3 separate regions of the Mus musculus genome follow, and regions 1 and 3 are each linked to region 2. A link is a contact called in public promoter capture Hi-C data. All regions are on one chromosome and are shown on one strand. Each heading gives the region's core, a stretch centred on a gene start, on an enhancer-like site or on the middle of the called end of the contact. The rest is flanking DNA. Distances are from core to core; before and after follow the strand shown.

Evidence for each region. Promoter capture Hi-C pulls out the DNA fragments that hold promoters and counts their contacts.
Region 1: a promoter capture Hi-C map of pre-B cells shows a contact between it and region 2, with 8 times the contacts expected there. The contact joins the enhancer-like site here to the promoter of Ifrd1 in region 2. A contact is called at or near these places in 4 of 39 promoter capture datasets (the 3T3-L1 cell line, the C10 cell line, hippocampal neurons and 1 more) and 1 of 115 datasets of contacts at active chromatin or transcription factors (the 230-238 cell line).
Region 3: a contact with region 2 is called in a promoter capture Hi-C map of pre-B cells, with 2.8 times the contacts expected there. The contact joins the promoter of Lrrn3 here to the promoter of Ifrd1 in region 2. A contact is called at or near these places in 3 of 39 promoter capture datasets (cranial neural crest, hippocampal neurons and pre-B cells), 5 of 115 datasets of contacts at active chromatin or transcription factors (astrocytes, embryonic stem cells, large pre-B cells and 1 more) and 1 of 9 other capture datasets (adipose tissue).

Annotation. Positions count from the first base shown.
Region 1 is chr12:41,876,884-41,880,262 of GRCm38.p6, reverse strand. The region is part of intron 6 of Immp2l (IMP2 inner mitochondrial membrane peptidase-like (S. cerevisiae)); the gene reads right to left. Among named protein-coding and RNA genes, the nearest start is that of Gm46348, 110 kb to the left of the region's middle. Within about 2 kb of position 2,027, at least 59 of the 459 cell types and tissues checked have an H3K27ac peak or open chromatin away from gene starts, as enhancers often do. A contact at or near this core is called in the 230-238 cell line and pre-B cells, where this site is marked.
Region 2 is chr12:40,221,449-40,224,892 of GRCm38.p6, reverse strand. It overlaps Ifrd1 (interferon-related developmental regulator 1), which reads left to right and starts at 1,704. Exons shown (of 12, transcript NM_013562.2): 1 at 1,704-2,024. The coding sequence starts at 1,937. Mir1938 (microRNA 1938) reads left to right here and starts at 2,082; the gene lies at 2,082-2,181. It overlaps Gm7008 (predicted gene 7008), which reads right to left and starts at 1,529. Exons shown (of 3, transcript NR_045157.1): 1 at 1,340-1,529; 2 at 171-224.
Region 3 is chr12:41,484,270-41,487,740 of GRCm38.p6, reverse strand. Lrrn3 (leucine rich repeat protein 3, neuronal) reads left to right here and starts at 1,684. Exons shown (of 2, transcript NM_010733.3): 1 at 1,684-2,170. All of the region lies in intron 4 of Immp2l (IMP2 inner mitochondrial membrane peptidase-like (S. cerevisiae)), which reads right to left.

The DNA.
Region 1 (3,379 bases), core at 778-3,277, 1.7 Mb before region 2:
GTGTCACCTTGAGAAATCTGTCTTAATTTCATATGAGCAGGCCCAAGAAAGAATCATTCTCCATTAGTTCATTTATTTATTTATTTATTTATTTATTTATTTTTATCTACATCTGCTCTGAGAAGTTGCTTACATCTAATGTTGGACCACCCTTCACACGTTAAATTGGAAGTTCCCCCACCACCACCACCACCAAATAATGATAATCTGGATTCCATGTATCTATTAGAAACCATAACAATTCAGCAATAAATGGAAATGTTTTGGACTGTGAGGGGTTTTGAGGGCTTTTCCCATTATCAGTTGCTCATGTAGGTTAAAAAAAAAAAAAGTGAACATTCACATAACGAATGCCATGCAAACAACAAGACCAAGAGAGTGTCTCATCTCCTTCTTACAGCTTTCTACATATCAAGGAAGAGTCCTGTTGTCCTGCTCCCTGGGAGAGCAGCTACTAAGGAGAAATGAAATATTGAGAAAGCACCAAGCCACAGTAAAAGCGAGAGAAGGAGTGTTTGTTTTCCTTTCTGCTTTGTCTGTCTTTATTTGTTCTGCAGTGAGCTTGAAAACTTCCTGTATGTCTTCAATACCTGGAACAGTTCAGAAGCTACTATTGTCCCAGCTGTGACTAATGCCCACTTCATGCAAGTGTAGAACAGCAGATATGCTAATCATAATAGGCCATCACCAGGACCATGCAGTCCTGCTAGGAACACAGGGCTCAACAAGCTATGAAGGCCACACTTAAAATTCAAACTGTATTGTAATATACATTAATATGGCCACTGGATGGGGAGGAACCAAACAAATACCACAGAAAGTTATTTGCAGGAAAACTGGCAAACTAAGACCATTTGTTGCCACATGCAGGGCAGGAGAGCCTGAGAGCTAGTATGGCCTGTGTCCAATCAAATTTTAAGTATTTGACATCTGCAACCATCTAACACTGTAAAAGTCTACATAGGAAAGTAAAGCAGCTTCTATGAGAGTTGAGGATGAGTGCTCTACCAGAGAAACAGTAAGCTGCATAATAGAAATGAGGACTCCTTGAGAAGATGGTTATAAAGAAAAGATTAAAAAAAAAAAAACCATCTCATATAAGCACCCAACAATCAGTAGACTGAAGCTTTTAGAGAACACTGGGGTACAATTAGGCACATTTCCACCAAGACTGACTATAACGAAACAAGAATGAAAACCTAAAAGCATTCTTAGTGATGTGCATTCCTTAATGTAGTCTACCAGAAGGGTCTATAAAGCCAAAGGACTAACTCAGATATGTATCAATTAAGTACCTCTGAGGAGATTATAAAATATTACAGCAGTCATCATACATATCAGGTGGTTATTAAAAGTTGGGAACTTACTGTGTACAAATGTCTAACCTAATTTACATATATTTTTTAATTTAATCCTTAGGGCTATCTGACGAGGTAAATATGATTATGGATCCAATTTCACAGATGAGAAACCTGAGGCATGAAGAGCTTAAACAAACACCCAGCTGTTAATTGGAATCCCAAATTCTTAACTGCTGGGCCATACCGAGAAAAGCCACAACTTCCTCATTTCTCTCCTTCCCACACCCTGTTGTTATGACAATTGTCAGGCATGTGCAACATATATCCATAGTTCGGTTAGAGCCAAAGCTAAGCATGGCCAACAGAACTGCCTGGGACCCTGCTGTCACCTAATGCCAGGTACCTTCTGTGTTCCTATCTGGGCATAGGTCCTACAAGCAGAGAAGGCTCTGAATTCTTGCCTAGTAGTTGTAGTTCTTTACCTCCCAAAAAGTGAGGGATCCCCATAAATCACTTAACAGCTTTTTAAGACATTTAAAATGTTTAATTGCTGCTCATTATATTTACCCCTTAATGTATCTCTAAATTCTATTACTCTTAAATGTTATTAAAAATAACTTTTTAGAGTTTTTATACATAGATTTTTTTTTTGGTAAACATGCTTTCCTAGATCATTAATGTACTTCAAAATGTTCGAAAATATGCAAAGTAGCTAAGATGTGGTTCAATTCAAAAATTGTTATTTTTCTAAAACCACACATCTTCAAAAACTCCACACCCTGGTCACTCACTCTAGGTAAGAAATCAAGAAGTTGGCCTTCAAAGCAGGCTCACCACTGGCTAAAGAGTAGCACATTTTGTGTGTGATGCAGGCCTTCATCAAAGAGTTTATTATGCTTCCTCAGCATCAGCTTCTTCTAGACCTGCCTTGACGCAAGAAGCCTATCTTCATTGCCAAAATCACTGGTACCTCAAAATTCTGTTTACTGTTCATTCTTTTTAAGTCTTTCTTGACCTCCCCATATGCACACACCAAATCTTATTAATTTTTCTTTAAGTAGCTTTGTCTGAGAGGACACACACAGGTCATATGCAGGCCATAGAAATGAACTAGGAAAGTCTTCCAAAAGTCCCTAAGGAAATCTTATCTGCTGAATTGAGTTAACGTCCACTTGTATTTTGGACATATGCCCAGTAGCTAGCAGACAACACAGTCTTTTATATTTGCTACAATTCCCTCCCCACAAACAGAAAACATAAAATAAAAGGAGCTCCTTGGAGAACAAGGGTAACCATAACAATACATTGCACTCAACCCCATGTTCGATTCTGAAAACATTTTTTTCTCATTTTCTATTATTAATCAAGGGTTTTTAAGTTTAATTTTAACCATCCTCCTTTCCTGTAACACTGTATGTAATAAAACCATCCTTTGAGCTGGGGAATAGCTCCATGGTAACAGATTCTCAAACATCAGCACAGGATGGAGCTTTCAGTGTGTGATCACAGCTCAAGGAAGGAGGAGGAGGAAAATGCTGAAACCCACGGAGGCTTTCTTTCCTTCCTTGGGACAACATCGTGAGAGAAAGAAATCAGCAACCTCATGAGAGCTTACTGCGAACAGGGAAGGAGAACTGAGTGGAGTGGAGTGACAGAGCAAGCCTAAGATGTTAATGGGATTGTTATGGAAGTTCAGGATAGAAAGCAAATCCTTCATTTTAGTTCCCTAAAGAGATAAAAAAGCCGGGTGTGGTGACGCACTCCTTTAATCCCAGCACTCAGGAGGCAGAGGCAGGCGGATTTCTGAGTTCGAGGCCAGCCTGGTCTACAGAGTGAGTTCCAGGACAGCCAGGGCTGCACAGAGAAACCCTGTCTCGAAAAAAAAAAAAAAAAAAAAAAAAGATAAAAAAGCAGTCCTCATTCCCTAGAGCTGAAAAGAGGTCTGTTTTCTGGTGTCATGCTTTCCAATTTATATGGAAATAGAGCCATGTATATGCTTATACGTAAACACAGTCCTGTGGTAGGTATGGTAGTAGAGTACATGTACACATGATTCAATGGGCTAAATTTTAGGGATA
Region 2 (3,444 bases), core at 455-2,954:
TAGCTCTTTGCCTCACCTACTGAGAACCCTCACTTCATGTCAGATTTCAGGTGTGCCTGTCCAGACACAAGGGACTCAGTGGGGGCCTGTGTCCATGTCTGCGTCCCAGTTTGGTAGCCATGCTCTGTGCAGTTTACTTGTTCTTCAAGAGAACACAGAGTAAAGCAAACCTTGAACGTTGCTCTTCCAATCGAATCTTTGTGAACAGTCCATCTGTGATCGATCTGTAGGAACAGAGAGTGGCAGCAGAGCGTTACCAAGTCAAAGACTTGTGAGGACGAAGCTTCGTGAAGGTGATAGTGTTTGAGCTGGTCTTGATAGACAGAGATAATTCTTAAGATGAAGATGGGGGGTGGGTTAGGGCATTCATGAACAATGAAGTCAAAGTAACAAAAAGAGCCCTGTACTGGAAACGAAGACCAGTTGAGTTCAGGAGAAGAACAAGATATCTAGAAAGCAGTGAGAGAGGCTAGGTTAGGAGGACTGGCAGTCTGTGAGGTTCTGGAACAACTATAAACATAGGTGGATTAGTCAAACAAGACACTTGAGTAAATAATCAGCCTTCCTGGGCATGAAACATTGAAATGGGTGACCTGGTATGAACTGAAGCTATGTATGGCTAGAGATCAAGATACAGCCCTGAGTTTCATTTTAAAATCAATTGCTGGGGGGGGGGCACTATGAACAAACTGAATAAATTACGGTGAATAAATTACAGAATATGGGGGAAGATAATATATTAACTATTAAGAATATGGCAGTAAAGAAAAGGAGAGAAAAATTTAAGTTGGCTTAAGGTACAAGAGGGACATTAAGACGGAGAAAGACTTACTATCATCACTTGAAATAGAATGAAGCCGAGGTGAGAGGTGGAGTGCAGAGTGAGTCACTTGCACGAGTCAGTGAGTTTGTTCTGTCATATGGACAGTATAGGAACCTACTAGCAGCTCCTGAAAACAGGACTGGGTGTTGCGACACGGAAAACAGATCAACGGGAGCACCTTGAGAAAATAAACCCCTTTGCGACTGTTGATATAACTCATGTATGTTTTGCCAGCTGCGAACTTCTCATAAACTCTTATCCCAAACTGACCTCCAAACTGGCAGGTGGAATCAAGGTCACATCTTTGTAAGAAAATCTGAGACTGAATCATCAGTCTCGTTATTTGAGATATTAGTCTAGAATATGAGGTCCACGAACAATACAAGTTGAAGTAGCTGAAAGCATACTTTTTTTGGAGGGTGGGGAGCCCACGTCCCTAAACCCACAGGAGGGTATGGTTGTGCTTGGACAGGGGCCTCATATTAGCAGGGGAAAGGTTGTTACACGTGATCTTACAAGCTGACGTTCATCAAGCTGCATAACTGCCGCATGGCTCATCGCGGTGACTACCCGGGTGAATTCCAGGGCGGACGCCTCGTTGGGACGAGGTCACGACGCAATCGGACTGGGAGGAGCCCGGAGAAGGCCGCGCCCTCTCGCTAACTACATCTCCCAAAGCTCCACGCGGCCCTAAGGCATAGCAGCCCAGGCACCGAGGGCAGACTGAGGCTCTGGGAATGGGAGTCCGAATGCAGGCACCGCCCCAGTGGACGCCGCGGTGGGGAGATCTGCAGCGATTGGCCAGCGAGCGATGGAGGCCCGCCCACGCATGGTGACGACAAGCCGCCGTCTGGCTACTTAAGGCGTCGTGGTCTGGCCACCCCGCCTTCGCTCCCGCGCTAGAGAGAAACATGTATCGTTTCCGCTCGCAGCTCTTCACGGGGATTTCTGCTGCTGCTGCTGCCGCTTCTCACCCGCGCCGCTCCTCGCCTCTCTTGTTAGCCCGAGACTCGCCTCTCAGCCGCCCGCCGCACAGACGCACGAGTAGACAGTGCAGCTCCATCGGCTGATCCTCGCTGAGCTCCAAGTGTAGGCGGCACCGGGCGGCCCACGATGCCGAAGAACAAGAAGCGGAACGCTCCCCACCGCGGTGGCGGGGGTGGCGGCGGCTCCGGGGCAGCGACGTCGGCGGCCACGGCAGGTGAGGGGTGTCCCCACGCCCGGGAGCCGGCTGGCCGGCCGAACGGGAGACCCCGGCCTGGGGCGCGGTGGGACTTGTAGTTCGGTCTTCGCTTCGGACGCCCAAGTCTGCATAGCGCGTGGTACGGCTGAACTGCAGTTCCCATCATGCCCTGGGACTCGCGCTTCTTGAGCTGGCACGCGGGAGCAGTGCTGGAGCTCCGGCCCTGGGGGCGGGGAGAACTGGGACCTTGGGCCGGAGGGAGAGTCAGAATAAGGGTGACCAGGACTTGGCGTTCTTCCTAGACGTCGCTGCCTGCTGTCCGGTTCTTTATCGAGCTAGAGATGGGGCGGAGCGCCGGTGGCTTGCCGCTGTTGCGCTGCCTGTGGCGCTCCCTCCAACATGGAGTTCTCGGGAGTGTCAAACGTCCAGCGGGCTTGGACCGGCTTTTGCGTCACGAGGCCTGAGCTTTGCGTGATGGGGCCAGGGTGACGCAGAGGCACGAGTGGCTTCCATCCCGCTGTTTTCCTGCGCGTCTCGCAGGTCCTCTAAGGCGGGGTAGAGGCGTCGGAAGCCATGGCCACCGCCCCACCCTTAGCGTGGCTTCCACTCCTAACCCGGTACCTGCAGAAACCGGGAGCCCCCGCAGCCCTTGTGCTGCCAGCCTAGCGACCGCGTTCTCCTTTGTGCTGCATTCTATAGGTTCCATGCAGTGATAAGAGGTGGTGAGAAGCCGAGGTTGCAATTGGCTGGAAAGTTAGGGATAAGTTTTTTTTTTTTTTCCTTCCATGCTAAGACAAAGCTTTTTCTGGATGGTTAATTGCTGAACTGAATGTACGATTCTCTTAACATATGGTTGAGAAGAAAAAAAAATGATTGCAGCCGAAGGTCCCTTCTACAAGACTGCACACAAGACATAAGTCGAGTAGTATTGAAATGGGTAGTCATCTCACTAAGTAATTGTTAAGATTATGGAGTTGAATATTGGAATGCCCCCAGTCGTTCCACACCAAGATAATAGCCATTAGGTATTTGTTGACCTAGCTACTACTCTTTGATCATTCGAATGATATTAGAAAAGTAAATGACCAGTTTTCATGTTAAATATTGGAGACTGGCAATGCAAAAGTTTTCCTCCAGGGTCTGGAGAGCTGAAAGCTCTTGATCATGTGTTAGGTGATAACTGGCTGGGTATGGACTATTACAAATAGAAATGTATCTTTAGATATTTTTTCCCTTTCTCCTGAATGCGTGGTGAAATTCATTGTGAAGTTATGAAATACTGTTCATGTAACCTAGTTGTGGTTGAATCAAGGCTCCTGCTACTTCTGTTTAAGCTTTCCCTCCTGAATAAATACCGGAGTTCTTTCATAAAGTCTTACTAGTCTTATTAAAGTTTTCATTTTAAAAAGATGAAAACAATGGAGAAACACTGACAATT
Region 3 (3,471 bases), core at 435-2,934, 1.3 Mb before region 2:
ACACTCATCCTCCTCCCATACCTGTGAGTGGACACTCAAGTACCTGTAAGTGTCTGGTGAGAGGATAACACTCAGAATTGGATGCCATTTGGCCAATGAAGAAGCCACTTTGGTTTAGCATTCATGCTTATCAAAAAGATTAGAGTTTATCAATTATATATTAAAATAAAAATATTCTGAGGAACACCTACCATACCAGCATTCAAATTGCCTAGGCAGAAGATAAAGGCCCTGACTCCGTCAACAAATTGATCAATACAACGAATAACTAAAGCATTGGTAGATTTTGTTTGTTTGCTTTTGTAAAGAAAACTGTAACATGAAAGCGTTTGGTGGTCAAAAGACAATGTTAGTGAGGCTAAGCTTCCAGGCATACGGTCATGGCGCAGAACACCGGTTTAAGTCACTTCAACGACACCTTAAGAAACAATTAGTGCTAATGCTTTTGCTTTTTGTTGTTATTCCCCCCTCCCCCAGTAAATCTAATAAATGCCATTTCCTTTTCCTCCACTAGAGGGCAGTCTATCAAAGCAAGGGGAGACTCAGATAAGGCAGCTTTGGACCTGTTGAAAATTGTTCCCATGTTCCACTCCTCTCAGGAGGTCTCTCTAGTATACTGTCTGGAAAGCATGCCCTTATATTCTTCTATTTGTCATGGTTGTTCTGGAGCTGAACACATGACCACGCTGGCATGATTTCTAGTCTAAATATTCCAAATGTTTTACATATAATTCCTATTGAAAACATTTTCCTAGTTAAGTAGCCATTCAGAGTTGATAGCCGTAAGTGCAAAAAGAGATAATTTAACTGTTCAGTCTATTGTAGAGGAAAGGATCCCTGAGTTATTACTAATAAATCATACATCTAAAACGCATACACAGGCGCACACACACACATACATGTACATCTGGATGCAGGCACAAGCAATGCCACATACAACACATGTCCGATGTGTGGCATCAGATTTGTTATACCATGTATAGATAAGTAGTTATAATTGGAAAAGTTTATTTTGTATATGCTTCTCCTTACATACCATTGTTGTGAGTATTGGAGAAGCAAATATTTGTTGTAATTTTAAGAAATGTCATTGTAAAACCTAAACAAATACGCAAACAAAAAATAAACCCACACACAAAGTACCAACAAGAAAAATGGAAAGAAGGAATGGAGGGAGGGAGGGAGGGAGGGAGAGAGAGAGAGAGAGAGAGAGGGAGAGAGAGAGGGAGAGAGAGAGAGAGTGAAAGAGAGAGAGAGGCTATTAGCTGCATGCACATAGGCTGATTTAAGTAGGATCTGTAGGGAAACAAACAAGGGGCAGGAGAGCTGCAGGCTGCAGGCTGAAATGTAAAGCCACTGCTGAACTTCACAGACAGGGAGGCAGAGTCACTATCAAGTATTTTTAATATTCAGGAAATCCTTGTTCATAAGTGTTTCCTGTCTTATCTCAGAGGAAATGAAAAACAGAAAAACAAAACAAACAAAAACCCCACCGTTTCTCCAAATGACTGATCACATTCCAAATGGGAGAACTTGTTGAAAAGCGCTGCACATTGCTCCAAAAGGAAAAGAAAAAACAGGAAAGAAAATGATTCCAAGGAAAAATATGCAAGCCTGTTTCATTTATTTGTACCCTAAGCAGCACTGTCATAGGACAGACAGGCTGCTTCAGCCAACCAGGCTGGAGCAGCTGCGAGTGCTACATCTTGGCAGTCTGAAGCGATTGGCTCCTCTCTGGGGAGTGGAGGGTGTTCAGTTATTAATGACCGCTGAGCAGGCAGCACCGTGTCAGTGTGACAACTGATCTGGTGAACGATGCACCACTAACCACCATGGAAACGAGGAGAAATAACGCCAGCTAGCAGGATCTCTCTTCACGGGATTGAGAGGCTCAGCCTGCTGCTGCCGGAGAGAGTTCCAGTCAAAAGAAGGAATCCTAGCTGCAGGCTCCTGCCTTCCTTTATATTTTAGAAAAAGAGAGAGAGAGAAAGAGAGACACCATTGCTTGCATGTGTGCATATCTATAGTATGTAATTGTGTGTACTTTATTACACATACATATGCACCTATTTATACTGGGGCAAGAAGACAGCCATGTGATTATTTCAGCCAAGGAACTGAGCAAGCAGGGGCACCGGAGGAGGGCTATCCCTGCATCTGCTAAGGCAAGGTAAGTTTAAAATATACCTATCTGTTTAAATGTTCCCTATTTCGTGTTTTTGTTGGTGCCGGAGTTTTTACACATCAGTTCTCCTTTGATGTTTTCCCCTTGTCTGAATTCTAAGGGCATTTTTCTTTGCATTTCACTTTTGAGTGAACATGCAAACCCCGCCGGCTCTGTGTGTGCCTAGCTGCGTTCGTGGGATTCTCAAGCAGGCATTTTACTAGCTTGAATGCCCATCAGAGGATGTGAGTGGGAGAGAAAAGCAGTGCCGGGGGAGGAGAGAGAGAGGAGGGAGAGAGAAGAGACGGGGACTGAGGCAGAGAAAAGAGAACAGAAGGACCAAGAGAGAAGCAGGGAGAGAGAGGGGAAGGAGACAGAGAGGCTGGCAGAGGAGGCAGCGGGAGAGAGGGGAGAAGGAGAGAGAAACAGAGGGAGATGGAAAAATCAGGGTCCTTTGCCCCCACAGCTCTTGTAACGAAAAGCAGATCACTCATATTTCTCTGTTCTGAAGCCAATGAGGCGTTGTCCCCCCACCCCCCAGCCCGCCCCAAGGGATGAAGATTTAAGGGGGATGCTGTAGTGTGTCAGGAGTGAAGGGCACCAGGCAGAGTAGCAGAATGAGCATATCACAAACCGGTATTGAATTTCTGCCAGGCTACATCTTCCCGATTGTGGTAAATGACTTCCCTTTAATAACATCCCATCCCCTCACTGCTCTGAGGGGACAGTGCAAGCGTCTGATTGCTAATGCAGCCCAGGAAGCTACCATGCTAGGGAAACCAGGAGATGAACCAGGAGAGCTCTAGTCACCTTTGGTAATTGAACAGCATCGCGGTAGTATGGCTTCAAAGTACATTTCCTATTTATGAAGACTGTTTGCTCTCACTGAGCCGGGTGGCTTAACTCGGCTTTAATTTATTCATTTTTAACAATATGTCCTTGTTTCTGTGCCTCTAATCTTAGTGAAAGCAGGCTATGATCACGAGTGAGAATCTTCCTAGTTTAGCGAAAAGGAGACCAGTGTGATAGATAGAAAAATAAGTACAAATTTAAAATACTTATCAGGAAAAGAGTGTGCCCTGGTACGACAAATATTACTTGTGCACTGAGTTCCTCATCCTTGGTTCCAGAAGCAACGCCTTTGAGACAGAATTACTGTCAGTCAACTCAGAGCGTCCATGGAGTGATGATTCATGGAATACTCTGTGGACCGATTTTTACTTCCAATCTTGTAAGAGGAAGCCAGCTACTTAGAATATGCTCTCAAAGCGACACCACCAATTGAGGGTGGCTGTGGAAATCTTCAC